Linked DNA regions of Mus musculus: all the other regions are linked to region 1. The links are chromatin contacts, called in public ChIA-PET, Hi-C, HiChIP or PLAC-seq and capture Hi-C maps. All regions are on one chromosome and are shown on one strand. The core of a region is the stretch at or near the end of the contact, and the rest is flanking DNA. Distances in the headings are between cores, read along the strand shown. Region 1 has its middle 30 kb from the start of 4933431J24Rik. Region 2 overlaps Uggt2 (UDP-glucose glycoprotein glucosyltransferase 2). Region 3 holds the start of Dnajc3 (DnaJ heat shock protein family (Hsp40) member C3). Region 4 overlaps Dzip1 (DAZ interacting protein 1). Region 5 has its middle 6.2 kb from the start of Gm41248. Region 6 has its middle 8.6 kb from the start of Gm22379. Region 7 holds the start of Abcc4 (ATP-binding cassette, sub-family C (CFTR/MRP), member 4).

Evidence for each region. A called contact is a pair of places that touch in the nucleus more often than the background predicts. ChIA-PET counts read pairs in DNA pulled down with a chosen protein or histone mark. HiChIP or PLAC-seq counts read pairs in DNA pulled down with a chosen protein or histone mark. Capture Hi-C pulls out chosen DNA fragments and counts their contacts.
Region 2: a Hi-C map of olfactory sensory neurons shows a contact between it and region 1, with 2.3 times the contacts expected there. The contact joins two enhancer-like sites. A contact is called at or near these places in 2 of 484 Hi-C or Micro-C datasets (the HPC-7 cell line and olfactory sensory neurons), 1 of 115 datasets of contacts at active chromatin or transcription factors (pancreatic cancer cells) and 1 of 9 other capture datasets (liver).
Region 3: an H3K27ac HiChIP or PLAC-seq map of extraembryonic endoderm stem cells shows a contact between it and region 1, with 6 times the contacts expected there. The contact joins the promoter of Dnajc3 here to the enhancer-like site in region 1. A contact is called at or near these places in 5 of 39 promoter capture datasets (the HPC-7 cell line, HPC-7-derived erythroid cells, cranial neural crest and 2 more), 1 of 484 Hi-C or Micro-C datasets (CD8 T cells) and 1 of 115 datasets of contacts at active chromatin or transcription factors (extraembryonic endoderm stem cells).
Region 4: an RNA polymerase II ChIA-PET map of memory CD8 T cells shows a contact between it and region 1, with 16 read pairs. The contact joins two enhancer-like sites. A contact is called at or near these places in 1 of 484 Hi-C or Micro-C datasets (the G1E-ER4 cell line) and 2 of 115 datasets of contacts at active chromatin or transcription factors (memory CD8 T cells and microglia).
Region 5: a contact with region 1 is called in a capture Hi-C map of embryonic stem cells, with 7 times the contacts expected there. The contact joins two enhancer-like sites. A contact is called at or near these places in 3 of 15 datasets of contacts at CTCF or cohesin (the G1E-ER4 cell line, embryonic stem cells and large pre-B cells), 3 of 484 Hi-C or Micro-C datasets (the G1E-ER4 cell line and cortical neurons), 6 of 115 datasets of contacts at active chromatin or transcription factors (bone marrow-derived macrophages, embryonic basal ganglia, embryonic midbrain and 2 more) and 1 of 9 other capture datasets (embryonic stem cells).
Region 6: a contact with region 1 is called in a capture Hi-C map of embryonic stem cells, with 4 times the contacts expected there. The contact joins two enhancer-like sites. A contact is called at or near these places in 7 of 39 promoter capture datasets (the C10 cell line, the HPC-7 cell line, cranial neural crest and 4 more), 1 of 15 datasets of contacts at CTCF or cohesin (embryonic stem cells), 13 of 484 Hi-C or Micro-C datasets (CD4 T cells, the G1E-ER4 cell line, cerebral cortex and 7 more), 13 of 115 datasets of contacts at active chromatin or transcription factors (bone marrow-derived macrophages, craniofacial prominence, embryonic basal ganglia and 10 more) and 1 of 9 other capture datasets (embryonic stem cells).
Region 7: an HNF4G HiChIP or PLAC-seq map of pancreatic cancer cells shows a contact between it and region 1. The contact joins the promoter of Abcc4 here to the enhancer-like site in region 1. A contact is called at or near these places in 8 of 39 promoter capture datasets (the HPC-7 cell line, the SN4741 cell line, cranial neural crest and 5 more), 1 of 484 Hi-C or Micro-C datasets (the G1E-ER4 cell line) and 16 of 115 datasets of contacts at active chromatin or transcription factors (acute myeloid leukemia, bone marrow-derived macrophages, craniofacial prominence and 9 more).

The regions. Positions count from the first base shown.
Region 1 is chr14:118,178,999-118,181,983 of GRCm38.p6, forward strand. It overlaps the pseudogene Gm4674. Among named protein-coding and RNA genes, the nearest start is that of 4933431J24Rik, 30 kb to the right of the region's middle. Within about 2 kb of position 1,488, at least 213 of the 459 cell types and tissues checked have an H3K27ac peak or open chromatin away from gene starts, as enhancers often do. A contact at or near this core is called in CD8 T cells, the G1E-ER4 cell line, the HPC-7 cell line and 13 more, where this site is marked.
Region 2 is chr14:119,005,863-119,008,847 of GRCm38.p6, forward strand. It overlaps Uggt2 (UDP-glucose glycoprotein glucosyltransferase 2), which reads right to left. Exons shown (of 39, transcript NM_001081252.2): 33 at 2,201-2,285; 34 at 1,283-1,465. Among named protein-coding and RNA genes, the nearest start is that of Dnajc3, 69 kb to the left of the region's middle. Within about 2 kb of position 1,374, at least 375 of the 459 cell types and tissues checked have an H3K27ac peak or open chromatin away from gene starts, as enhancers often do. A contact at or near this core is called in the HPC-7 cell line, liver, olfactory sensory neurons and 1 more, where this site is marked.
Region 3 is chr14:118,936,344-118,939,328 of GRCm38.p6, forward strand. It overlaps Dnajc3 (DnaJ heat shock protein family (Hsp40) member C3), which reads left to right and starts at 1,589. Exons shown (of 12, transcript NM_008929.3): 1 at 1,589-1,827. The coding sequence starts at 1,746.
Region 4 is chr14:118,891,702-118,894,686 of GRCm38.p6, forward strand. It overlaps Dzip1 (DAZ interacting protein 1), which reads right to left. Exons shown (of 22, transcript NM_025943.3): 14 at 69-131. Among named protein-coding and RNA genes, the nearest start is that of Dzip1, 32 kb to the right of the region's middle. Within about 2 kb of position 1,485, at least 20 of the 459 cell types and tissues checked have an H3K27ac peak or open chromatin away from gene starts, as enhancers often do. A contact at or near this core is called in memory CD8 T cells, where this site is marked.
Region 5 is chr14:118,802,740-118,805,724 of GRCm38.p6, forward strand. It overlaps a transcript of Cldn10 not described here. Among named protein-coding and RNA genes, the nearest start is that of Gm41248, 6.2 kb to the right of the region's middle. Within about 2 kb of position 1,477, at least 11 of the 459 cell types and tissues checked have an H3K27ac peak or open chromatin away from gene starts, as enhancers often do. A contact at or near this core is called in embryonic stem cells, where this site is marked.
Region 6 is chr14:118,765,107-118,768,091 of GRCm38.p6, forward strand. No RefSeq gene overlaps it. Among named protein-coding and RNA genes, the nearest start is that of Gm22379, 8.6 kb to the right of the region's middle. Within about 2 kb of position 1,480, at least 21 of the 459 cell types and tissues checked have an H3K27ac peak or open chromatin away from gene starts, as enhancers often do. A contact at or near this core is called in the G1E-ER4 cell line and embryonic stem cells, where this site is marked.
Region 7 is chr14:118,704,729-118,707,713 of GRCm38.p6, forward strand. Abcc4 (ATP-binding cassette, sub-family C (CFTR/MRP), member 4) reads right to left here and starts at 1,491. Exons shown (of 31, transcript NM_001033336.3): 1 at 1,308-1,491. The coding sequence starts at 1,381.

The DNA of each region.
Region 1 (2,985 bases), core at 238-2,737:
TCCAGCATACGGCTGGCTAGCAGTCAACGAGCTGAGATCCTTCATAATCAAAGGCGTTGAGATACGCTAGAAGGAGCATGGCCTTGGTTGCAAGGCAGACCTAGTTTCTCTTGACCGTTCCCTCTGTGATCTCTCTAGCAACGGTGTGTGTGTGTCTCACAGAATCCAGTGAGACCTGAGAGATGGGCTCTAATGTCACTAACTCCCAGGACTGCTGTAGGGGTTGTGGACGGCGTTGCCTCCTTGGCTCTGTGCTCAGATATATAGAGCCTAAAGGGTGTACAGAATTGTGAGTGAACCCAAGGTTATTACTAATCTACCATTCATGGAGATAAAATTTAAATGGCCTGAGATGAAATGTTTGTTTTAAATGATCATACATATGTGATTAAAACAGAAGGTAGGTGTGGCTGGAAGGCATTCAAGATTCTGTCTAACTTACACACGACTGAATTCCAACTTACTCCCACACAAAGTAAACTTTTACATCTCTTGCCTAGCCTGTGAGCTTTATAGATCTTTGAAAAGATTAGTGTTTAAGACTTACTCAGAAGCCAGTTTTTTTTAAAAAGTCCCCCCAGGGGCAAGGTAGAGTGAATAAAGTTGGGCTTATTTATTTATTTATTTATTTATTTATTTTTGTTAGTTTTAACATGGAAACTGTCTTCTTCTTGGGTACACCATGCATGTTGTAATTCACATTCGTCATCAGATTCGTGCACTGCGATCAATTTTATTTTATTCTCTAAAGGTGTGGGGCTTTGTGGGCATAAATGACTTTCAATGGTTGTGAAAGTTTCTCTTACCAAGCTTACAGTCCTGTGATACAGGTTTGAACTCTGTCTCTGACAGTTTCTCAGAAGTGTGTATTAGAGAGTAGGTCATGAGGCTAGCCTGAGAACTGGAGACGGACCACATTCCTGCCAGAAAGAATTCAGGTTTTAAGTGCAGAGCAAACATTACAGATTATGACTTCCATTTAGATTTTGTTACTTTCTGAATTATAAACGCCCTTCCCAAGAGCGACATCCCTCTGCCTGCTCTTCAGCTTCTGAGAAGTCATCTCCCAAATCTGCCATTTTTTCATGTTATCCAGTAAGCGGCTTCACGGGACAAAAAAAGTCACTGCTTGCTCTCAACCTGATGTCGCCCCCACCCCCACCCCACCCCACCCCACCCCAGGGTTCTGCTTTAAAGCGGGCGGGCGGGCTTTATTTCCTGCCCTTTGTCTTCTCAAAGCTCCTCCTTGACTCTGTATCACACTGCTGCTTTGGTGTTTCTGATTCTTGATCGCGCTCCACCACCGGCTCAAGCTTCCACTGAGTTTCAACAGCTGCGACATGTCTAAACTGCATTATCTTGCAACTGTTGGCTCCGGTGAGAACGAGAAAGGAGCCAAGTGACTAAAACAAAACATTTCACCGGGTTCCTATGGATACGCCCTGCCACCAGGAAGCGCGCGCTGGGCGGGGCTGACTCCTTCAGCCTCCGATGGCCTCTTCTGCGTGTTGCGTCCTTTGAGCATTCTGTAATGAGTGCCCGGGTAGAACCAGAGAATCTGATGACTGCAGTCACAGCATTAAAGGTGTGCCTTTTCGCCTATAAACCCACTCTTAAATAGGTTATTGTGTTTGAAGTGATTTACTACAATCGTTAAGAGACAAAATATGAATATTGAACAAGCGTTGTGCAAACCAAAGTGGGAAATGGTATACATTATGTAGCAGAGTAATCAGGAAATCACGAATATGCATCCCAATGAGGGTGAAGTCGCAGGGCAGATTGGAAAGACTTTCTTTATTGCAGGTTGAACCTGCGCAGAGCCCAGCACCGGTGATAATGGTGCTTGCGTTCCTTTGCATCTGATTTTTAGGGACCTCCGTGTCACTGTGGCTTCCTCTATGTGTTCAGGTTTTAGTTTTAATATATTTGCTTTGAGTTTGGCTTTGTCTTAGTGAGAAAACGCTGCAAGACACAAGTGTAAGCGTGCTGGATGCCCCTGAGTTACTGGTGGCTGGGGCGGAGCCAGGCAGGGAATAGGCTGTCCTGGAGGGAAGATCAGCTTCTACGTCACTTTAAAGGGAAATGCTTTTAAATCTCCATACACATGGTGGATTTTTTTTTTCTGGGTGTTTTCTATAGTTGGCCTTTTCTATGAGCTCTTCCTGCATAATTTTTTAAAATAAATTTTTGCCCATAATACATATGGGAAATATATGTCCTACTTAGTCACTAGCCGTTCAGTTCTGCATATAGAGGAGAAATGTAAAGTTTTTGTGTTGTCACCTATATGAGTATGTCTTTAGTGTTCTTCAGTACTATAATATTTCAATTATATGTATATTTTACTCACTAATTCCAGGATTTTGTGTTTTCTTTTTACAATTAATTATTTTTTTTAACTAAAAGAGCTGATGATTTTATTTTCACATTTCACATTTCACAATATAAGTGAAAACTGCACTTTTTTGTATTATTTCTCTCTCCAAAAATATTCAGTTAGGAAGGGAAGTTTCCTTTCCATGCATCTAGTAAACACTCAGGCTCAGCACCAAGAGCTCCTGGTGGAACAGAACAAGAAATACAAAACCATCAAGAGCGCTTCTGCTCTTATCTGTCTGGCCGGGTCATGCCAGGCCGGGTGGGCACCATCATAGGGCGGGCAGGAGGTCTTATCATGGGAGGCCCGGGCATCATGGGCATGTGGCCTCCCATGGGTGGTCTCATCCCAGGAGCTGGTCCCACGGTCATCATTCCGGGCGGAGGGGGGGCCCATCATTGACATCATGGGAGGGCCTCCCATGTGGGGCGCAGGCATCATGCCAGGCCGAGGAGGGCCCGGGAGACTGGGGGGAGGTGGGATCATGGCCCCTGCAGGCGGAGGAGCAGAGACCGGAGCGGAGGGATCTTCCCTTGTTGAAATGCAGCCGTTGTCTTGTCAGTCAGGCTCTGGGCCTGCTCTTCCATCCATTTCTGGTAATAGTC
Region 2 (2,985 bases), core at 124-2,623, 830 kb after region 1:
CATCTCACCAGCCCCAGCATCTTAATTCTTTTCCTTTCCTTCCTCTGTGGTTCACAAAGAGTTAACCAGCTTAGCCAGAGAGGCTTCTGGCTGCTGACTCACCAGAGTAAGGAGCCCAGCAATAAATTTTTGCATTTAGTCCCCTGCTGTTCTACAATGAGGTGATAAATAGTCTCTGGCCTCAGAGCTCAGACGGCAGTGGCTTAGACTTCACCCAGGCAAGGGCCCTGCTCTCTTCTCTGCCGTCTTTTCCTCCCGGTTGGCTTTTGTTTCCAGGTGGCCTCATTCGTGCTTCTGCACTGAGCTCCTCATCCTCCTGCCTCACTCTCTGCAGTGCTGGACTTAGAAAAAAAGCTGCCCCCATCTCCACTCCATGCTTATCAGCAAATTCTAATATAAAACCTGAAAATACACCTTTGTCCTTGATATGTCGTTTATATCCTGTGAATTCACTTTATATACACGAACACTTAAGTATTCCTGCATTAGAAATTCTGTACACTTGTCAAATATTTTCATGATTACTGATGACAAATATCCTGAAATGAGCTAATAATTCTATACATACAGATTTGGAAATGAAGGTGGCTTTTCATTATCTCCAGCTAAATTTAGAGCCTTTCCTAAGTAAGTCATGGACAGATGGAAACTTGATGGTTTCACTGTTGATGGTGGACGCAGGAGAGAAGGGCCACACTCACCACTCACCGCTAACCTTCCCAGCAAGTCAGCAGCTAGAGGAAAACCCGTGCATACCCGCGCAGGTGCGCGGAACCCGTGCATACCCACGCAGGTGCATGGAACCTGTGCATACCCGCGCAGGTGCGCGGAACCCGTGCGTGCCCGCGCAGGTGCGCGGAACCCGTGCGTGCCCGCGCAGGTGCGCGGAACCCGTGCGTGCCCGCGCAGGTGCGCGGAACCCGTGCGTGCCCGCGCAGGTGCGCGGAACCCGTGCGTACCCGCGCAGGTGCATGGAACTGTTTTTATAACGAATAATGTACACATGTCTTAGTTTTACTTGCCAAATTATACAATAATAATAATGGCTGTTTCAGATAGGAACTGCCATGTTGTACGCAGACGGTACTTCTTGTCACACTTTCCCGTCTGCGCACGCTCTGCTAGTGTGTTTTTAAACTCCAGGTTCTTAGTGGATATAAAAAATGTCGTGTCGTGTATGTCTAAAAACTAACAGTGACAATCAATGAGCAATGCAAATCCTCATGTTCATGTTCAGTTAGATGCAAAGCAAGCTTTAGTAAAAAGTAATCGCTCTTGTTACCTGGTCAGCATCAACAAATATGACTTTGTCCACAGCCAGTGGGAAAAGGACATCAAGGAAAAGGATTTTGTAACCCCAAATGATTCGCTGCTTGTCAGTCTGTTGATGAAGCCAGTGGGGCCACTTATACTGCACAAGCTCATACTGGAATCCATATTCCTTAGCCATGTGAGGAATTACCTCCTAGACACATATAACAAATCAAACAATACATTTTAGAAGAAGCTTACTATAAATCATTATAAAGAAACTGAAAACTGCTTAAATACTATTCTAATAAACTTGTTCCCAAGCTGAAAGGGAGTGTGTGAAGGAGGAAGGGGAGGGAGCGGCAGCAGACGTGTCTGTTGGAGGAAGTACGTCACTGGAGGCGGGCTTTGAGAGTGTTGAAAGACTGCTTCAAGCTTGTGGCTCAGCCTCCTGCTCCAGCTCACGCCCACTGCTTGCTGCCTTGCTTCCCCAAACAGACTCCTCAGGAACTGAGACAGACAGGTAGTTAGGCCAATGACCTTCTGGCTGGAGGGAGGGCCTGGCTACTGTGAACAGAGCAAAGCTACAGGCTTACACCTGCGCACTCACCAGTGTTTATGTTATGCACGAAAGCACCGTACGAAGAAGAAACAGAGAGAAAAAGCAAACCAGAAAGGAAAACCCCGTTTTGAAGAGGCATTACTTTTGCCATGAAGTGCTGCAAGGTTTTTATCCAGAGAATGGTTTTTCTAATTAGTGATAGCATCTGCTAGGACGGATCCTGTATTGTGTCATCTCAGTCCATGTGTTTTCCACTCCCATGCCCTATTTGGCAAATACACATTTAAAAACCTCACATTGAAAAGGGAAATGTTTTCAGAGATTACAATGGTAACAAAGAAATTAGTATCAAGCTTTAGCCACATTGTAAAATAGCCATGTGCTTACTTTAAATGTTGGCGAGAGGTAATTCTTCAGAAACCAGAACTTCACGGGAGTTTCGGTGTTCCGCAGAACAGAAAGCATCATAATCCTAAGTCAAAGGACATGGAGACAAATACAGGGTAACTTATATTCAGAGGCCTTTAAATGATGACTTATGAATACACATTGTGAAATATGTAGAGGTAAACTAAAACACCTTCAGACATTATGGCTGTGACAATAGGCAGTGCATAAGGATGTAAGGGTGCAAATATCACAGAGCCACTGTGTGATCAATACAAGGCTTTCAGAAGAGAAGGGACTGGTGCATTCTGGGACTCTGCCATGTGGTTGCTTTACCCAGGCCTTTCAGTGAAGGAGAGAGGCGCGCCCCTGAAAGTGCTCTCTAAAGCACCAGGATCAGAACTGAAATATCTCTGAGGCATTCTTTGTGGTCCTTTATATAAACTCTTAAAAATATTCTTTAAATTCTGAATACCATCTTCTTCTTCTCCACTGACTTCGTTCTTTTTCCAAATATGATATTCCTTCATGGGAAAGGAAAATTTACAATATATATTTTTTCTCATTATCTTGTTAAATTCAACGCATTTCTAACATTAATTAAAACTATTCTAAATCAAATCAAATTAATAAAATTTAAATGTATTTTAAAACTTACATGTAAAAAGCAAGCTGCTCACTGGTGTATACCTTGTTAACATTTAGGCAAGAAGAACGCACAAACCCAGTGGATTTGCTCCTCCAGGGGCCTTTGGCAGAGAATATAAATAATAATAATAATAAAT
Region 3 (2,985 bases), core at 339-2,838, 760 kb after region 1:
CTTCCCTTCCTCCAGAGGCGCTTCCCTATATAACCCAGCCGTTTTGGCCAGCCATCTTTCTTTTTCTTTTTGGTAACCTTTGCCCTCTTGGCTGCTGCACCTGGTTCCCTTCCCCCTTTTCTCACACAGCTCAGGGCCATGTCCACTCTCCCAGATGTCTCTATCTCCCTTTTACCTACACCATACCTAAGAGCAGCCACGTCCTTTTTTTCATTCAAAAGTCATCATAATGTGTAAGTCCTTGTAAGCATGAAGTAACACTAAGGTATCAAAAGCTTTGAATAACAAACCCACGTTATTTAGCGATGTGTAAAACGTTGCTGCCATATAGTGTCTGTTCAAACAGAGCAGCTATGGGCGTAACCTACCTGATTAATTTAACGACAATCTTGTCCAAGTTCTTATGTCTTTGAATGAAATAGGCACAGTAAAGAAACCCAAATAGACACTTGGTGGGTGTATAAGAGAAAAGTTTATTCCAAACTAAGGTCATTGCTTGGGAAAGCAGAGGGCTAATACTGAAGACTGAGCAAGTAATGGGTAGGGACTTTGTTATGTAGGGTGAGCTAAAGGCACTGGAAGCATTTTAAGGATGCATCAATAGATACTTAGTCTAGGGCAGGAAATAGCCCCAGAAACCATTAAGCCAACCTAAAAAAAAAAGTGATTCTGGAAGTTTCTTTGGCGAGACTGAGAGGACTGCGGATTTTAAGAGAGCCACCCAGACCAACTGTGAGACTTGGTAGAATGGCTCTTGCATCTCTGATCCACTAGCAGACCTCAATAGTGTCAGGTCCCCCAAGAAATTCCTTTCCCCCAGGTAGGGCATCTAGACAAAAGCCAGCATTCCCTCGGGGTGGTGGTGGTGGTGAAGATAGTTCCTACTTGCTAAGTGGAGTTATTCTCCTATCTCTGGGAAAAGGGACATTTGGCTCTTCCATTAACTTATGACAGTGGGGTCTATTAGCCCGTCAAGGTCCCATATAACCCAGAAGATAAATCCCCACCATCACCCCAGCCCGCGCAGCGCTTCTCTCTGCTTTCCCGAGAGACAGCCTTCGCAGTTTGGAATAAACTTTTTTTTTCCCCTTTTCACCCACGGAGTGGCTATTTGGGTTTCTTCCCCCATTTCATTCAAGAAGTCCAGTCATCTCTCTCGGACGTCCCTGGAGACTTCCTGAGACTCTCTGGCCTTACCAGCCCAGGCGGCGGCGCCTTATCCCCCAACACTACCCGAAGGAATCTGGGCTCGCTCCAGGAACCCGCCGCCCCTGCCAAGCCAGCCCGCGAGGCCGGCCCAGAAGGGCTCTAGGGCCCGCGCATGCGGACTCGGCGGCCGCAGCCCGGCCTCCCCAGCCTCTTCCTCCTCGGCGCTCGGCGGCGGTTTGGAGCCCGCTGACAGCTCCACGACCAGCGGACGCAGCCTCGTCTTGTGCTTCCACGTTATCCTATCAGAGGCGGGGCGGGGCGCCAGCCCCCACAACCAATCAGCGCCAACCACGACCCGGGCGAGCTGGGCCGCTCTGTGGCCAGAAGGAAGGCGATTGGGCGGCGGCGGCGCCCGGGGCGTGGCTCCGCGGGCCCCGCCTACCGCTGTTTTCCGCCGCCGGGCGCCAGCCGCCGCTGAGGCCCGAGCGCTGACCGAGCGAGCGAGCGAGTGGACGGGGCGCTTCGCTGCGGGCTGTTGGCCGCGCGGGCTGCTGGGCCGCGCACCTTCCTGCTCTTCGGCTCAGGCGCCCTTGGACATGGTGGCCCCCGGCTCGGTGGGCAGCCGGCTGGGCGCGGTGTTCCCGTTCCTGCTGGTCCTGGTGGACCTGCAGTACGAAGGTGAGTCCCGCCCTGCTCCCGGGGCGGGCTTCGGGTCCCGGTCCCGGCTGGGAGCGGCGCTCCGGGGCGCGAGGCTGGGTCCGAGCCCGGTTCCGGTTCCGTGGGCTGAGAGGCGGGACTGGCGGGCCGCGCGCGCGAGGCCGGTTTCGGCGGCCTGGGCCAGCGCAGCCGGGAGTCCGGCGTCCGGGGGACCCTGGATCGGGGGTGCCGGGAGGAGGCGAAACGGCGGCATGCACGGGACGGGTCCCGGTTCCGGAGTGGCGGGCCAGGGCCCTTTCCGAAGCCAGTCCCATTCCCTCACGACCCCGCGTCGGGCGCGCAACTTAGGCTGGTGCCTGGAGAAGCCCACCTCTGGGCTCGGAGCTCCCGGCGCCTAACTTGCTGGGCTGGCTGTGGCTTCACAGTTCCCAGCAAGGCGACATTCAACTTTGTCCCCCCACTGACGTTACTTTTTCTAGTCATCGCAAAAAAAAAAAAAAAAAAAAGTCTCTTAAAAAAAAAAATAGGGAGCGCTTACGTTTCACCCTGGGCTCCAGACTGGAATGTTGGCTACTCCCAACAGAATAGCAAAAAATAGAGGCCTGTCCTATCTTGGGTGTCAGAGCGGGGAGGAGTTAGACATTGAAGCCCCAAATGCCCACTGAACTTCCCAACTTGGTTACGGTGCTGTAGTGACATCTGTCCTGGGCACTGCTCTGTACTCATTCCTGTAAGTCTGGGGATAGTTGTCATGGAAAGAGTAAACAGTTGAATATTCCATTTGGAGGGACTGAGGAACTGAAATTGGGAACAGTTTATGATGAAACCATCATAGAAGTCTATGCGGGTTTCTTTCTTTCTTTTTTTTAAAGACATATGCTTAGGTTTTTAACCATTAAAGGTATGGTTTTTGTTGGTTTTGGCTTCCTGATCACCATACGTTCTTTGAACCCCAAATCAGAATGTGTACTGTGGCAATATTGAGACCAATAATTTGATGTTGGAGCCAGCCTCAAAAGTGAGGGGATTGGAATTTGAAGGCCTGGACCACTTTAGTATGGGTCATATGTTCTAACTTTCTTTCATTTTCTAATTCTTTCCATCTGCATTGATTGTGCCCAGTTATCATTAGTGACTTATTTTAGTAACTTAAGGGAAAGTTGTCTATGCTCTACTTAG
Region 4 (2,985 bases), core at 235-2,734, 710 kb after region 1:
ATACAGCGCAGACATGCACTACCAAGGTCCAGACCCGAGTGAACAAGGAAACCCCAAAGCTTCGTTACCTTTTTCCTCCTCTGAAGAAAGTTCTTCTATTGGTTCCAGTATGTGTGAAGAGAACACTTGCTCTGTCAATGAAGAAGAAAAGGAGTTACACGAATACATTTGTTTGCTTCCAAATAATTTATACAGACATACATAGGTATATACAAGCTACTATATGCACATATCCCCCGATATATTTTGCCTAAATAGCAAAGATCTATTGGGAAATACTAAGGCAATAACTTCTGATTTTATTATTTTAGTTTATTTATTTATTTATTTATTTTTAAAGATAGGGTCTTATATAGCTGAGGCTGGCCTTGAACTCTCTTTATAGTGAGCAGTGACCTTTAACCTTGATCCTGCTTCCACCTCCTACACGGTTGGGTTGTGAGCATGGTCCACCATGCCTGGCTGAGGCGGCAACAACTGGCCACTTTTTCAGGAACTCTCCGATTTCTAGGTATTCTCTATTAACTTCAATTATTTTTAAATTACATATTTCGAGGACTCAAGCCTCTCATGCCTTAATCTCTCGCTGACACATGAGATACAACTTAAAAAGTTCTTTCCCATGAGCCATCTGTTTAAAATACAACAGCAGAGATAAAGCCAAGTAGAAGCCAGACCGTCCGTCCAAGAGGGACGGATTAGAACTTCATAGCACACACCTATGCCTGGCCACCTGCTGGAACTCTTAACTTTTGGCTAGGAGAAGCTGGCAAAGATGAAAAGAGCGAGTAAAACTCGAGTGTGAAGCAAGAGCGGGTAAGCAGTCACACGGAGACACAATCTTACAGATATCCAAGGCCCCAAACTCCAGCTCTGTCTTAGAGAGCCCCCAGGGCGAGGCTACAGGCTGGAGATGAGCCTGGCCTTACAGTAGGGTGAAGTGGAGAGAGCTATCCCATCTCACCCAGGACATGAGTTGGAGACTGGGAAATACGATGCCCGGTTGACTTTTACCAGGGACATGACTTTTATCCATCTGCACAAGGAAATCTGCCAGGAGCTCTATCAAACCAAGCCCCATCCTGGGAAGGGATGAAAGACACATGGGGAAGGTGCTGGGGCAGGGGCCGTGGCGGCATTCGGGATTGAGGCACCGGCAACAGGCAACCATCAAGCTGGCTTACAGGATACACAGCTCACCCACCTGCAGCTCAGAGACCACAGAGCACTTTTCCTCCTGACACTCTTTCACCCGCCTCCCCCCCGTCACCCTAAGCAGTCAAAGAATCTCTAACTATGCTGTATATAAGTGCCAGGCCATCCACCAGGCCATCCACGCTCGAGGTCACACTCCTGTCCCTCACTGTGGGAAGGTTTTCGATCCAAGTCTGACTGGAAAATAAAAGGCTCGCATGCACGATTGCAGGGGCCTCCACAGTTCTTGAGCTCTCACGGGTTTCGTGCAGAGCTGGGGCATAACACCTTCCTACCACAGGAAGCAATAAAAGCTGAGAGTCCCTCTCAGACAAGACAAGCTACAAAGAAGCCTCTGAGACCAGACCAGAGACCATCAGAGCTTTCCAGAAGTCTAGAACAGTCATTTGGAAAAAACTCTAATGTGATGAGTTCCCTGCAGGCCGTGGAGTGTGCTCCAGGTTCCAGGCATTAGCGAGCTGTCGCGCATGCTCCCATGCACCCATGTCCCTCGGTGGAGCTGTTGCCTGAATCATTTCTGCTTCTGTAAGTAGCCAGCTCTTAGGGAAGAACTGTTAGGTCCACAGTTACCAATAGCCCAAGCTGCTCTTTCCAGCCTTGATTCTTTGGACATACTCTGTCCAAGCCACTGTCTCCATAATCCAGCTCTCCAATCCTTCATGCCCAGCATGATCAAGGACATCCAAAGGCTACGCATGTCCACAGAAACACCTCGACAAGTGGAGTCTTGTGCTTAGTCCTCCTTGAATAATCAGAACCAACATCTCCCTCAAGTCTCTTCTGTGTGCTCTGTGCTCAGCTAAGTGATTAGCTGTGCCACTACTATAGTCAGTGTTTGCCTGCTACATATTCTGCCCATTGTCTGCCCTACCTAGAATGCCATTCCAACACATTCATTTTTGCCTCCATGACTCAAATTGCCAGAGACTGACAACCCATATCACCATAGTCTATCTGTTCCCTTGTAATAACACAATGGCAACTATTTGGTTATTTTGTAGACTGCAAATTCCTTAAGGACAGACTTTGTTTCCATTTATTCCTGAGGCTGCTGCACCTGGCCTTGGCCTTGCACATGCAGGTTATGTTAGCATTCTGTCTAAACTCCACCCCATAGTTACCAGGCAACAACCATGTAGGCCTGACCCACTATAAAAGTGGCTGCTTGCCCTCTCCTCCCTCTCTTACTCTTTCTTCCCCCTTGCCCTCTTGGGCTCTTCCCTTCCCCTCTCTCTCCACGTGTTCATGACCATGGCTGGCCTCTACTTATCTACTCTCTCCCTCTCTCTGCCTTTCTCTGCTTCTACTACCCTCTTAACTCTTAAATATCGATTAATTAGCACTTTAGTTCCTGCATGGTTCTGTGTGCATAGGTGTATAAGTGTGTGTGTGTGTGCATGTGTGTGTTCATATGTTCTGTGTATGTACATCTGTGCATATGTCTATGTATGCTGTGTGTGTATGTGCACGGGTATTCATATGTGTGTACAATGTGTGTATGTGTGCGCATATGTTCATGTGTGCTATATGTGTATGTGTGTGCATGCGTGTGTGATGTGTGTGTTTGTATGTATATACATGTATGTGTATGCATGTATGTATTGCATGAATGTGTGCATGTATGTGTGTGCATGTGTGTGTTCTGTATGTGTACATTGTGTGCATATGCTCATGTGTGCTGTGTGTGTATGTGCATGGGTGTTCATGTGTGCATGTGTAAGTTTATGTGTTCATGTGAATGTCACGTGTTTGTATGTATGTGAGTGTGTG
Region 5 (2,985 bases), core at 227-2,726, 620 kb after region 1:
CTGTATGTGGATGCACACACTTATGTCCTCTGATAGTGTAGGACAGAATCTGACCTCTAATTATGTTCGTTTTTCCTACAGAATTCCCATTCCATACCTTCAATTACTTTTAATGACTAGTATCTCTGAAGCTACAAAACTTTACAGACTGCTCAAAGAGAAAAACACACCTAACATACTAAATACACACCTAACATACTGCATGGGATGTTTCCCATAGCCCCTAACAGAAAATTTAATTAAAATATTATTTTTCTGCAGCCTAATGGTCGTGACCACAGGACTCTGTCTGACCACATGTTCAAGTGTGTTCATCACTGCAGCATGATTTTGTTAGCATTTCCCAAAGAAGATAATTCATATCTTCTCTCTAAAAATGCTTTAGCTGGGCATGGTGGTGCATGCTTTTAATCCTGCCACTTGGGAGGCAGAGGCAGGCAGATATCTGTAGCTTCAAGGCCAGTTTGCTCTACATAGCAAGTTCTAGGACAGTCAGGGCCAGAGAGAGAGAGAGAGACAGAGAGAGAGAGAGAGAGAGAGAGAGAGAGAGAGAGAGAGAGAGAGAGAGAGAGAGAGAGAGATCCTGCCCCAAGAAAACAAACAAACAGATAAATTGTGTGTGTGTTCTCCAATGCACATGCTGTACACAGCTCATGTGTGTCCAGTGTACATGCTTGTACACAGTTCATGTGTGTGGAGATCAGAAAACCATCTCGAAGGATCAATCTTAGGTCACCATGCATGGTGCAAATATGTTTACCCGCTGCACCACCTCACCAGCTCCATTCTATATCTTCTTGAGGTGCAAAGAGATTGTTCTTGGCTTCTTTCTTTTAGAAGTGTTTGATGATGTAAATTGGATTCATAGAGTTTAATTGGTATTTTATATAAAAATAAATTAAATTCAAAATCCCCCCAAAAAACAGAAATGCTGATCTGTGTTCCTCTCTATATTGCATAATAACCCAGTGTCTAGTAAAAATAAGGGCTCTGTGGGTTCATTTGTTGGATGGGTGGATTTATTTATTCATGAATAAATTTTTATTCATGAGTGAACATATTTATTCACTCATTACACCTCGTCTTCCTCTTGAATTTTATCTGCCATTTTCTTTATTCTTTGGACTTAGTAACACTTCTTGTATCGTTTTTTCAATAAAGGAGTTGAATAAATGCATATTGGCCCGAATTGAAAAGAGAAATAGAAGCAGACAGAAAATCTCTAGCAGATTGAACCGAAAAAAATCTCCCAGTGAGTTGCAAATTAATCCAGGCAATGCTCCGGATGTTTTGGATGAGGGAATTGTCCCAGACAGGTCACAGCGTCTTACTAACCTGGATTTGCTTAAAGGACGATTCCTCTAATCCAAAGCTTCCTGGGATTTTAATTAAATTACTAAACAACATGCAGAGCAAGCAAAGTTTGGTTTCAAGATGACTTAGCAGGACGCCTCTGGTTTGACCCTAAAAACAAAGACTGCCCAGCCCAGTGAAAAGATTGCATCGGGCCAAATGGGGATGAGTGCAAACAAGCTGACAGAGGTTTCTATTTACTGTGATAACCGAAGCAATAAAAGTGTGTACTGAGGGCTACTCTTTTTATTTGGGGGTGAGGGTGGGAGGGGGAGATGGCTCAGTACGCCAGCTTCTTCTGCAGGGGACCCAGGTTCCATTCCCAACAACACATGGTGGCTCGCTACTGTCTGTTAACTCCAGTTCCGGGGGGATTCTCACGCCCTCTTCTGGCCTCCGTGGGTACTGCACTCATGTGACACTACATAAAACTAAACAAATCCTTAAAATTTGAAAGCTATTATTCTGTTGTGCAGGTGATGTCTGTATGGGTGTGTATGCCAGGGCACATGTATGGAAGTCAGAGGGCAGGTTTGTGGAGTGGGCACTCTCCCATCCTGGGCTCAAGGGATCAGACTCACGTGACCCAGCTTGTGTGGTAAGCACCTTTACCCACTGAGCCATCTCACCTGCCTTGAGGGTTAAAGTTTAATTCTGCTCCCTTTAAATATAAACTACACTGCCATTGCCACTCCAGGCAGACTAACTTGCTGTCTTGTCTCCTCTCCTTTCTTTCTTTTCTTACTCCACTGTGAGGCTCTCTCCTGCCTTGGGTACCTGTCCGTCACTCCTACAGAGCCCCTAACTCTTCTGTTCCTGCTCTTTTCTGTCCTGCTGCACTTTAACAAGCCTCATGATGTCATGCACATGAGCAGCCGAACAGCCCTTCCAGCCATTCCTACGACAAATGCCTACTAGGCATCTTCTATATGCATTAAATCTTCTTGTTTGGGGTGTAGATCACTGAAGAGAGAGTCGTTGTTTCTGGGCTGCTGCTGCTGCTGTTGTTATTGTTGTTGTTTTGGAAGATTCCAATTTGGAATCAGGATAGAAGCATAGAAGTCAGAAGAATAGATTATGCTCGTATATGCACATTTATACACACTGTATATGCCTGCTATGTATGTATGTGTAGTTTAGGTGCATTCGTATCCTTCAGCAAAGGTGATTAGGAGCCTTTCAAAGGAAGGCAGCATACAGTCAATGAATCTATAATTTTCTTTTTCTGCAATGTCTGTCTGGTTATCATCTCAGGGCAATATTGGTGTGGTAATTTGAATTGTGTATGGGTGGTATCTACACCTCAGAAGAAGGTTTATGAAGTTGGTTTGTTTTTTTGTTTTTTTTTTTCATTAAAAGTCATTGGTTTGTTGACTGTGGATCCCATTCCTTTAATAGAGCTGCCTTGTCTGGCCTCAGTGGGAGAGGACACACCTAGTTCTGCAGTGACTTGATGTGCTGGGTGGGGGGAACTCAGATGAGAAGGGGACGGGAATAGGGAGAGGGGCCCTCTGAGGGGAGGGGCCAGGAAGGGGGCAGGATGCAAAGTGGATAAATAAATTAAATTAATGAAAAGGGAAGAAGAAGTCATTGGCCAGTTGGGAAGTCCCAGCTGTCTTCATTCATTATAAA
Region 6 (2,985 bases), core at 230-2,729, 590 kb after region 1:
CGGCAGATTGGAAATTCTGTCTTAATCCCAAGATGAATTAATGATTTAATTTAACAGTTTTTCATTAAATCCAATTTAGCAACTCAAACCGCAATTAAAATCAAACGTTCTGACACAATCCAGAGTATAAGACATGATGTTTATGTGCTAAGGAATTAGGATAGGGATATATTACATATCTTTGTTTTCCATAATTAAACCATTATGTTTCTGTAGGAGAAGAAAGTATAATGAAAAAAAATTACTGAGACCCATAGCACAGAGCAGTGTTAGATCTGAGCCATGGTGTTTTAGATAACCTTGCTTGCATTGTGTGGCTGGCATGCCAGTGTGTACAGAACACAGGATGTATTCAGGACCAAGGCTGAGGCGAAGTCCCATGACGTAACGGAAGTGAAGGTTGCCAGAAATACCTTAGATTCACAGCATGCTTGATTCGGGATTAATTTTTGATCATTGCATGACAGAAGCCCTTAACTCTCGCCAAATTTTCATACCCACCCACATGACCCTCACATTCTATGACCCTACACGGAGTCACCACCCCCAACATTGTTAATTACGTGTGTATTGTGGTACATTGCATCTCTGGAATGTTTTCGGTTTGCACGACTGAAACTCCGTTCCCAGTTCCCTCCATGCTCTAGTCCCTAGCAGTCGTAGTTATGCCTAGTCCCTGCAAGTCTGACTTTTTCAGTAAATGGAGTCATACATTTATCTTTTTGTGACTGGCATATTTCATTTAATATCCATTTAACACAGGACAGGACATCCTTCTCAAGGATGCATAACACTTCACTGTATGAATATACATGCCTTTTAGAAACACGTTTATTGTTCAATGGCATTTACATTGCTGTCTCACTAAGGCTGTAATGAGCAAACTAACCCCACAGTTTGGATAAGGATTGTACAACGCCTGCATGTTAGCTGATGAAAGCTGTTATGGGTGGAGCCTGGTGGAGGACTCCACATTTCACTTGGCGGTTACGGTCACCGGCAGAATTAGCCTTCTCCTGTCTATGCCCTTCCCTGGCACAGTGAGATGGGCAGCTGTCTCCATCGGGTGCTTCTGCAGAGACGTTCTGCCTCCATGGGGGCCCAAAGCAGGAATAAGAAGAAAGAATGTGTGGACTCCTCTAAAACCACGCCCCCAAGTAAATCTCAATTATGAAAATGTCACACATAAGACCAGGCTGTGGGCAAGCCTGTAGCAGGCCTAACTATGACTCTTGGATTCTAGGATCTTCGTTCTTATAACCAACGTAGTCTCTATCTACCCCTCTCCTCTTAGCCCATTTCTAAAAGTTTCTTCGTGCAAACTGTTTCTTGTCAGGTCTCCCCCTCCCCCACACCACAAAGCTGGGCTGTAGTCTTTCTCTTTTCTCTCCTCCCTTTCTCACCTGACTTTGTCAACCCAGACTGGTTCAATCCAGTGATCCTTCTGCCTCAACCCAAGGTTCTGCTTTTCCCTAAACCACAGCAGACTGTGTCACAGCTGTGACTCAGAGTTACAGTCGCAGCCTACAACACCGTTCAATGCCTGTGGTAGCTGAGGGTAGCTTTAAATTACCTCTGAAAGGTAAAGGATGATCTATCAATGACCTTTGCTGTGAAGCCCGCTGCTTCTGTTTGTTTATGGATATTTATAAGGGAGGAAGTGCAGTGTCCAGGGTGTTTTCTCTGTGGCTTCCCTCTTCTTCGTGATCAATCTGTTATTAGACTGATAACCCGCTGCAGCACCAGGGCAAGTGGGATGGCTGCTCTTGAGCACCATTCTCTTCTCTTTGATGAAGCACTGCTGGGAGGCACACTGGCTCCGGACCGTGGGGAAACCCCTGTCTTTAGGATATAACCCCACTGGCATCACTTTTGCCTTGGATACTCCCAACCTTGGAAGGACTGACCCAGAGTGTAGAGAACTGGAGGGTTCCGTGAAAGGGCTCCATGTAAGTCTATTAGACCATCGGTGAAGTGTCAGATGCCCTTCTACAAAACATGGTGTAAGTGTAAGGGGCTTTTCTGTGCGGCAGGAATTAATTGGGTGCCAAATGTAAAAGGGTGAGCTTTTCTATGCCTGCCCTTGCTTTGAATAATGACACAGAGACCTGGTATATTTATTGAAAACTTCAGGCACTGAGCTGGGCAGATTCTGATATTCTAACTGGACTGTGCTGGTCTGGACTATTTTCCAGCCACAGGGCATTCCTGCCATCTTGGTCTCCCTCTGGCTTTCCTCAGTCCTGCCCTCTTGGCATCTCTTCCCCCATCTGATACCCTCTGCCTTCTCTCTCTGGGCACAGAAGGCTCTCTTATCCTCTCCAGCCCAGACATAAGCTGACCAGCTCTTTACTGACCAGTCAGAAGATGGTGGACAACCGTGTTTTACAAAATCACGAAATGTCATGAAAAGCTTCATAATAATAACAACACCGGAGCCGGGCATGGTAGCACACGCCTTTAATCCCAGCACTCAGGAGGCAGAGGCAGGTGGATTTCTGAGTTCAAGGCCAGCCTGGTCTACAAAGTGAGTTCCAGGACAGCCAGGGCTATACAGAGAAACCCTGTCTGGAAAAACAAACAAACAAACAAACAAACAAAAATAATGACAACACCCAGGGCCAGGCTGCAGCCAGAAATCAGCATGTGACTACACAGTGCACAAACACCTCCCCCAACAACAAGGATTAGAGAAACCGGGGCGAAAATAATATCCTCCAGGTGTAGAGCGCTCAATTTGTGACTACTTCTCAACGACAAGATATTAAGTTTCTATGGTGTTCCAGTTCCTCCAGAGTACTGTGTACTTAGTAGTTGCATGGTGCTGTACTTGATGCTCAGTAACATCCTTCCACTAACTTCTCACCAAGTGACTCACGGCTGTCTTTCTCAGTAAGGAAATTAAAGCTAAACTCTCTGGTCCTGGGAAGATAGAGGATTGGAAGACCGGATATCGGAAGTAAGTAATCAGCCGTCTTAGCCTCA
Region 7 (2,985 bases), core at 241-2,740, 530 kb after region 1:
GTCCGCTCACAGGAAAATCATCAGGAGGTCTGTGTATTGCCAAAAGCTCGGGAGACCAAGACAGCCCACCCGCTCTGAGTTATGTATTTTTTTTTTAAATTCATTTCACCACATTCCTTCTTCCCGCAAGCTCCTCTTGACCGAGTGTCCAAAATCGGATCCTGCACACACTGCATCAGCAGTTAAAAACAGTAGTAAATGACTCTGAAGCTCCCTAGGTTTTCACATTTTAAAAAGGTAACATTAGAACGTGAGGAAGATGAAATGGCGGAGGTCAAGGAATAAAAACTATTCTTGTTAGCCAAGCGTGTACTAGCCAGCCCAGGCTACTAGGCGGAAAACTACTTAGGAATGTCATCTATCTAAACCTCTTCACCTGTTTCCTACAAAAAGAGGGGTGGGGCGGAGACCAGATCAGGGAACCCATCAGTGGTTTTAGGCATGGAAACCTTGACTCCTGTCTCTGAACACATCTTGGTAAGACCCCCAACAGGCTTCCGAAACTCATTCCCAAGAGGGATATGGCCATCAAAGGCAGAAATGAAAAGTCCATCTAACAGGGGAAAATGTACTCCACTATGGCTGCGTTTCTGTCAAGAGGAAAACATCATGTTGATCTTGCTCAAGAGTAGTGTCCCCATTCGTAACTAAATAAAACATCGTAATAAAGTGACCTTTTAACTCACAGCCATACTTAGGTACTAGGACACACACAGAGGGGCCAGAAGGAGAGACGGGATCCTAGAAGTTAAACTTCCTTACACACACACACACACACACACACACACACACACAGGCAATCAATGGACCTGAAAGATGTCTGGTAAGGTGTTTCAGAAGGCCATGGGGACAACAGAGTTTGGCGTTCGCCCAGAACTCTAACTTCAGCTGCTTTTTGATAAGCCCATCTGTTCACTGCTGCTTAAAGAGAAATAAAGAGGTGCAGTTTGGGTGAGGGAGTTGTGCAAGCCCTGAGCCGGGATGGGAAGCTAGCGAAGGTGGGCATACAGAGCCCGCCCTCCAGGGCACCCCCGCACCTCCCATGGATCCCCACGGTTTCGGGTGGGCGCCACCTGCGTCTGCCACCGGTCCCCGCGTGCCCCTCCTGGAGGAGAGCGGCACGGGCGTGGGGTGCGGGCGGGGACCGCAGGCCGCGTGGCGCACGCGCGACAAGGAGCCCGGAGTGTAAGGCTGTGCAGGAAACGCATCCTCCGACCATCAGGGACCGGCGCTGAGCATCGGACACGCGGCTAAGCCGACGCGGAGCATCTCGTGGACGGAGGAACGGGCCCGGACCCGGCACTCACCAGAAGAACACGCGCGAGCAGAGGTTGGCGTCCTGCAGCGGGTTGGGTTTCACCTCGGTGTGCACCGGCAGCATCTCGCCCGCGGTGCGCGCGGCCGGGCGGCGGCTCCGGGAAGCGCGGGTGAGGATGCTCGAGCTCCGGCCTCGGCCGGAGCCTCGCAGGCAAGCAGCGGCTTCCGGGAACCAAGCGCCGGCCCGCCCTGACCCCGCCTCTCGGGGCTCCTCGGGGCGCCCGCTACGCGCTGTCGCCGCCGCCTCCTCGAGCCTGGGAGAAGCGTGTCGCGTGAGAGCGCAGGGGGACGGCCGCTGGGGAAACGACAGAGACCAACCGCGCGCAGGTGACCGGGGGCGGCTCGGGGAACGCGGAGCCGGGCGGGGAAGCCGCACGTGCTTGAGACCCGTTGCAAACTTTGCCGAAGTTTAAGATCAGCACCCAAGCACCACCCTGAAGGTGGCGGGGGCGGTACCGGCTGTGCCCGCCCCCGCGCTCGGAAACGCCCCCTAGGCTTTGCGCTCCTGGAGATCTGGTGAAAGCCGCCTGGCTTTGCCTGCGGTCCCCTGGCATGCTGCCCTCATCAGGACCAAATAGGGTGCTGTGGGAGATTGTTCCACCTGCAGGCCAAGAGTCGGACCTGGAACAACAGCAAGGTTTATCAGATTGCCTTTGCAGACCTTAAAGCCGTGAAGACCGTCAGGCCACCCGATATTAGGACACAAGGATTTGGGGAGATGAATAGAGTGCTACCATTTCGGACGGCTTCTTGACCTTTCCTACATTGCTTGGCATGGCGGACCTGTGTAAGCAGTTGGCTGTCCTCTTAGATTAGGTAAGGGAAATCAGATAATACGCTGCCTGGCATGTTTCTTTCACGGAGCCCTGAGAGGCTCCCAGAGGATCCGTGGCAAAGGGAACCGATGTTACAGGACACCTTGCTGTGCCTTTCTATAAGCCTACTCCGCTTCTAATTTACTTTTCGAAATGGTTATTACTATTTTACTGAATAAATTCAGACTCAAAAGATCTAGCTTGTCCGAGATCTTAAGGTTAGTGATGATGAAATCTGACTTGTACTCAAGCTGGCATAAGAAGTGCCAGGGTGCCCCGACACAGTGAGGAAGGTATGGGTCCTGGCTCGTGGACTAGTGTTCACAAGCCCAGGGTTCTGGCGTGGCCGTGTTAACTGCCTCTGCTGCTTTGGTTCACTTCAGCGCTGGGTAAGGAAAGAAGAGCGGTTTCGAATTCATGGCCCTAGTGACAATTTCACCGGTCCTTTTGCTGTGAGAAAATACTCTGACCAGAAGCAGCTTGGATAAGAAAGAGTTTATTTCAGGCTTACACTTGCAGGTAATAAACAGTCTATCACGGAGAGAAGTCGGGCCCAGAGCTGAAACAACAACAACCCTGTTGGCCTGTTGGTGCTGACTCCAGCCTGCAGTGGGCTGGGTCCTCATGCCATCTCCAATGGGTCATTCTCTCACAGCTGCCATCAGCCAAGCCCATCTGGGCAGTTCTTTACTTGAAGTTCCTAATTTTCTGGTGACTCTAGGTTGTGTCTGGTTGACAATTAAAAAAAAAAAAAAAAAAAAAAAAAGCCGGGCATGGTGGCCCATGCTTTTAATCCCAGCACTCGGGAGGCAGAGGCAGGCAGATTTCTGAGTTCGAGGCCAGCCTAGTCTAC